2 separate regions of the Mus musculus genome follow, and region 1 is linked to region 2. A link is a contact called in public promoter capture Hi-C data. All regions are on one chromosome and are shown on one strand. Each heading gives the region's core, a stretch centred on a gene start, on an enhancer-like site or on the middle of the called end of the contact. The rest is flanking DNA. Distances are from core to core; before and after follow the strand shown. Region 1 holds the start of Itgax (integrin alpha X). Region 2 overlaps Itgam (integrin alpha M).

Region 1 (2,700 bases), core at 1-2,500, 40 kb before region 2:
GCACTGCAGTTAGGAGCCACGACAGAGAGCTGACAACCGCTGGAGAATGGAGGTTCAATTTAAATTCCAGGTAGGTAGTATTTTGTTTTGTGCTTTATTCTCTCCTAATCGAAGCCCTCCATTTCTGGCATCTAGGTATTTCATAAACATGTGTTAGACGGACAGACAATTCCTTGTAAGTGTACAATGACGTCTGAAGGAACACCCTGTGGTTTGCAGGTTGGAGAAGAGCCCAGCATTTAGTAGGCACTTGGTAAGTGCTATCTGAAGTTATCCTAAAGGCCTGTTTTCAGGAAAGCATTCATAACACAAATAAAATTGTCACATTCCATAAAGAGAAAGTATGCAGGTGATACCACTGGAGTGTGGGGCTGGGGAGGGATGGGACTCTGTACAGCTACCACCAAGTCCTCACCAGGAACTATCATACTGGAGCACACTGTGTCCGAACTCAGCACCGTCCATGTGAAAATGTGTCAGCTTCTCTGCATCCAAGTTGAAGCCAAGACAAGAAACAAACCCTGAGGAAGCGTGAGAGGCTTTAGAGCAGGTCCCCTCCCTCTTGGCCACCTTCCTGCCCGCCTCAGCTGCATCTCCCAAGCTCCTGACTCCCTTGTCTCCCTTCCACACTCAATACCCACAGAGGCCCTGGTCCTGGACTCCAGACTCATCTCTCGTCTCTCCTTCCCCTAGTTCATGAATTACTTTCCACTGTTAAATTTCAGTTCTGTCTCCACAGAGTGAGCATCAGAGTTTGAAGACACACATTTTCCCCATCTCTATCCATGGGGCTTTGATGAAGGAGAACCCAGGGAACACGGAAACCATAGGGGAATTCTAGGATCACCATGAAGTGTATGTGCTCTGCCTACTTCAGAAATCTGTGGGTTGTCAAGGCCAACCTGCCTCACTCTCAGGATCTCTTGGGTTCTCCCCGCAAATGGCCTCTTTGATATTCTCTCATTCTCCAAACTCCAGATCCAAAGCCCTTATGTCTCAGCCGTCGTCGTCGTCGTCCCCCCACCCCAACGCCAAGTCACTCTCCCTACCAAGGTCCTGATCTCTCAACCACAGCCTCCATCTCACGGGCCTGACTTACTAGGAACAAGTCCCCAGCCCCTCTTCTCTGAGGCCCAGGCTCACCCAACAGCAGAAGAAAGGCTATCCAGGTACAGCTCATGACTGGAGAACAGAAGCAGGCTCTGAGCAACTTGGAGACAGCTGCCAAGTCACCACAGAAGAAGCAAATGAGAAGAAAGGTGGTCAGGAGGCCAGAGACCAGGAGGGAAGTTGTCAGCGTGACTCAGAGGAGGTGGGGGCAAACTGAGATGAAATGGATAGAGTGGGGACCGAGGCAGCCTACACACTTCCAGGGAAGAGTTGCTCTACTTGAAACGACTTGGTGACATATTGTTCTGGTTCCCCAATTCTTGCCCGGATGGATATATGTAAACTCCCGGATTATCTGATCCCTCTCAGACTTTTGTACTGGCAGAAGTTTCCCTTGACCTTGAAGTGTGAGTCAGCCACAGGAGGAGAGAGAACAGATGACGGAGCCCTCCACTTCTGGCCTGGAAGTAGACTAAGAAGTAAGCACATGATCCATGTAGGGAGCACAGGCTGGCATTCATTCATTCATTCATTCATTCACTCATTCATTCATTCAGTGGATTAGTCATTTGCTCAACATAATCAAGAGGGGTGGTCTGAGCCTTTTGCTAGGTATAGGAGAAACATAACCCAGAGATCAGAGTAAAAGCAGATGGGTGAACACTAAAGTGGGCCCTGTGAGAAAAGAGGTACAGAGACCAACCACTAGAAGTATTACTCAGACCGAGAGGACCTCAGACTGCTTTCTGGGGGAAGTAGCACTTGAGCTGAGTCTTAAAGGCAGCCAAGGTCAAGAGAATACTAAAAACTGAATTTCAGAAGCAATGGATATGTTCATTAGGATTATCATCCCTTAAACCTTATTCTGGAAGATAACCCTGGCCCACAGCTGGCCATTAGGCCCTTTCTCCTATCAAGAACCTGCCTCTGTCAGGCACTCCAAAGAGGGGGTGGGGTAAGCATTGGATCGAAAGTTCTGGTTCTCATTCCTCTCCCAGGAAAAGTTTGATTGTTCCAGGCCGCCAGAACATCCTTGGATAGCAGCAGCCAGCAAAGAACTGGGGTGCTAAGTAGCTGGCATTTGTGACAGTACCTTTACAGTACAAATCTTCCTATGTTGACCTGCTTTAGAGGTAACACTGATGGCATCTCGTTTGGTCTAAAATGGCTAAGCATACATTTCTGTAAACATGTTTTAATGTTCAGAGTGCAACTTGGGGCTGGGACTTTAGAGAGATACTCAGGTGATATCATAGGTGAAGTTTTGTAGCTCAAGACCCACATACGCCTCAAATAATTTCCATGCTGGACTGGATTCTCTTTGGGCACTAGCCAAACTGGACACAAACTATTTTTATTAGAGGTTTTCTCCTTATTTTTCCTCATTTTGTGGAGTGACTTCTTGCTGGAGGCCTTGTTTCTCTGGCACACCATAAAGAGTTAACAGGACAGCGTGGGAGATAAGACTGCCAACAGATGAGGCTGGAGTGTTGGAAAACTGGAGAGTGAGCAGGCCACGGGACCTGGGAGTTTTGAAAGACTTTTATTTTTATCCCGCAGGCAGAAGGAAGTGTAGAGAAGTCATGAGGA
Region 2 (2,861 bases), core at 330-2,829:
TATATGTAGCAGAGGACGGCCTAGTCAGTCATCAATAGGAGGAGAGGTCCTTGGTCATGTGAAGGTTCTATGCTCCAGTATAGAGGAATGCCAAGACCAGGAATGGGAGTGGGAGAGTTGGGGAGCAGGGGGAGGGGGAAAGGGATAGGGGACTTTTGGAGGGGAAACTAGGAAAGGGGATAACACTTGAAATGTAAATAAAGAAAATATCTAATAAAAAATTTAGTACAAAAAAAAAATCATCAAAGCCAAACAAGACAGCAAGAGATAGAATGGAGCAGAGGAGATACAAAGCAGAAAACAGTGAACAGAACACAGCGGTGTGATCGAGGGACTGTGCTAACAGTGAACAGAACACAGCGGTGTGATCGAGGGACCGTGCTAACAGTGAACAGAACACGGCGGTGCCCTCCAGTGACTGTGCTAACACTACAAGTACTCTCTAACCAGATGTGAAGTGCTGAGCAGGATTGGGGTTTTTATTTTATTTTTTTTAGATTTCTTTATTTTATTTTATGTATGGGTATTTTGACTGCATATGTCTGTGTACTAACTACTATGTGGGTGCCAGGTGCCTATGGAGGTAAGAAGAGGACATTAGTTCCCCTGTAACTGGAGGTACGGATGGTGTGAACCACTGAGTGTGTGTGCTAGGAATCAAACCCAATCCTCATCAAGAACAGCGCATAGTCTTAACCGCTGAGCCAACTCTCCGGGTCTTGTTAAATGCGCTTTTAAAAATTCTATTACTGACGACCTGAATTAGACCTATAGGTGTGGATTATGAACATAGCTCCAAAGCAAAGGAGGAAGGAAAGAAGCTACTCCAAGCCAAGGATGACCACAAAGGAGAAGGGTGTTGCAGACACCTGTCAGACAATACAGGCTCATGTCCTCCCGCCTCAGTGTCATATCATAACAGAGAAGACAGTTCATCAAGAAAATCCTATGCAGCCGAACCTGGGTGGGCCAATGGTTTGGACTGAGAGTTAATCGGTAACTTTATAAAAGGCTTCCAACAAAGAGAAAGCCGTGGCTCACTGCTCTATTCCACAAAGGGTTAAAGAACATTGATTATTGGAGTGGGGGGGGGTTAAAGCCTCCTTTAGCACAGGTTAGCCTTGACTGAAACTGCAAAAAAATTCTAAATAAAGTGTTAGCGAAGTGAATCTGACAGCATGTTGTTAAAAGCTCTCCTGGGTCTGGTGGCATAGATGAGAGGTAGCGCTGTATTTGCCTAGCATTCAGGAAGCTGCCCAATATTGCAAAGGAGGGAAGAGAAGGAGAATAAGAAAAGGGGAGGTAATGAGGAAGATACAGGAAGGGAAGGAAGAAGAGAAGGTAGAGGGGAAACTGTATCACCCATAAAGCTGATATATCCCATCTCTAGGCTAAATAGCAAACATCATATGATCATTTCAAAGGGTACGCAAGAAGGCCGTTTTATAAGATTCAACAAGCCTCTATGATTAAAAAAAAAACTAAAAATAAATTGAAACTGTCTCCTGTGCGATCTGAACAACACTGTTGCTCAACACAGTATGGGAAGCCCCAAGTCGAGAAATTCAGCATGAGTCAGAAATGAGGGCGTGCAGACCGGGCAGGAGGAAGTAAGACTCACAGACATCTTCTACACTCGACAAGGAACACTGTTAGAGCACATAATTTGGCAAAGTTAAAGGATACAAAATCAACATACAGAGCAGAACATGCCTAGGAACCAGTACTGAACCATCTGGAAAAAAAAAAAAACTATAAAGGAATTAATACCATTTACAGTACCTATCAAAAAGTGATAGATTTGGGGCTGGAGTAGAACCTGTGCTGTTCTTCCAGAGGACCTGAGTTCAGTTCCCAGACCCACAGTGGACAGTTCACAACCTATAACTCTAGTTCCATGGTAACTGGTGCCCTCCGCTGCTTCATGGGCTCCTGAACACATTTACACAAACATACACAATTAACAAAAATAAGAATAAATATCTGTTTAGCAATAGGTCTAGAGATCCAGCTCAGAAGATACAGTGCTCACTTAGCCCAGTGGTGCACACCTCTAATCCCAGAACATGGAAGGTGGAGGCCAGAGGGTGAGAAGGTCAAGGGCATCCTTAGCTGCATAGAAAGTTCAACGTCAACTCACTTGAAACTGGCTCACTTGAAAGATTATCTCAAAAAAAATTTGTTTAAACCTAGGAATTATTTTAACCACAGAATGAAGGGTATTTGAAATGAAAAAATATAAAATATTGAGAATAGATTTAAAAACACAAAAAACAGGGGGATCCCATGTTTATGTATTAGAAGAATTAGTCTACTTTGAATTATAATGGCAGTTTTCATTAAAAAATATTCTCTTAAATCCTAAAATTTATAGGCAATCAAAAGAAACCCGAAATATTTAAACAATATTGAACAAAAAAGAGAAAGATGAAGGCACTCCAGTAAGAAGTACGGGTTGGCCATACCTGGGATAGGAACAGAAGCCTGTGATCATAGTGTGTGGAGAGACTGAGACAAACCAGGCCTTATAGCAAGATTCTGACTACACACACACACACACACACACACACACACAGCTGCTGTGATCCAAGCAGCATGGTATCACAATATAGATAAGCAATAAGCCAGGGGATGAATGCAGATCCCAGAAACCCACATTCTCACAGGTAACAGATTTTCAACAAAGGCACCAAGGAGAAACATAAAAATGACATCTCTCTGATAAGTGTTATCGCTTGGGAAACTATGTGCAAAAGAACAGTCCATTCTAAATGCACTGAACACCTGAATGTAATACCTAAACTATGAAATTGCTGGAAGAAAACATAAGGGAACACTTTAGGACTTGATATGAGCAGGGC

What was found. Promoter capture Hi-C pulls out the DNA fragments that hold promoters and counts their contacts.
Region 1: a contact with region 2 is called in a promoter capture Hi-C map of macrophages, with 5 read pairs. The contact joins the promoter of Itgax here to the enhancer-like site in region 2. A contact is called at or near these places in 3 of 39 promoter capture datasets (the C10 cell line, epiblast stem cells and macrophages), 1 of 15 datasets of contacts at CTCF or cohesin (CD8 T cells), 2 of 484 Hi-C or Micro-C datasets (the G1E-ER4 cell line and bone marrow-derived macrophages), 8 of 115 datasets of contacts at active chromatin or transcription factors (CD8 T cells, the HPC-7 cell line, T-cell acute lymphoblastic leukemia and 4 more) and 3 of 9 other capture datasets (adipose tissue, liver and pancreatic islet).

Annotation. Positions count from the first base shown.
Region 1 is chr7:128,128,100-128,130,799 of GRCm38.p6, reverse strand. It overlaps Itgax (integrin alpha X), which reads right to left and starts at 1,250. Exons shown (of 30, transcript NM_021334.3): 1 at 1,144-1,250; 2 at 416-521. The coding sequence starts at 1,180.
Region 2 is chr7:128,088,054-128,090,914 of GRCm38.p6, reverse strand. The region is part of intron 12 of Itgam (integrin alpha M); the gene reads right to left. Among named protein-coding and RNA genes, the nearest start is that of Itgam, 27 kb to the right of the region's middle. Within about 2 kb of position 1,579, at least 63 of the 459 cell types and tissues checked have an H3K27ac peak or open chromatin away from gene starts, as enhancers often do. A contact at or near this core is called in CD8 T cells, adipose tissue, bone marrow-derived dendritic cells and 3 more, where this site is marked.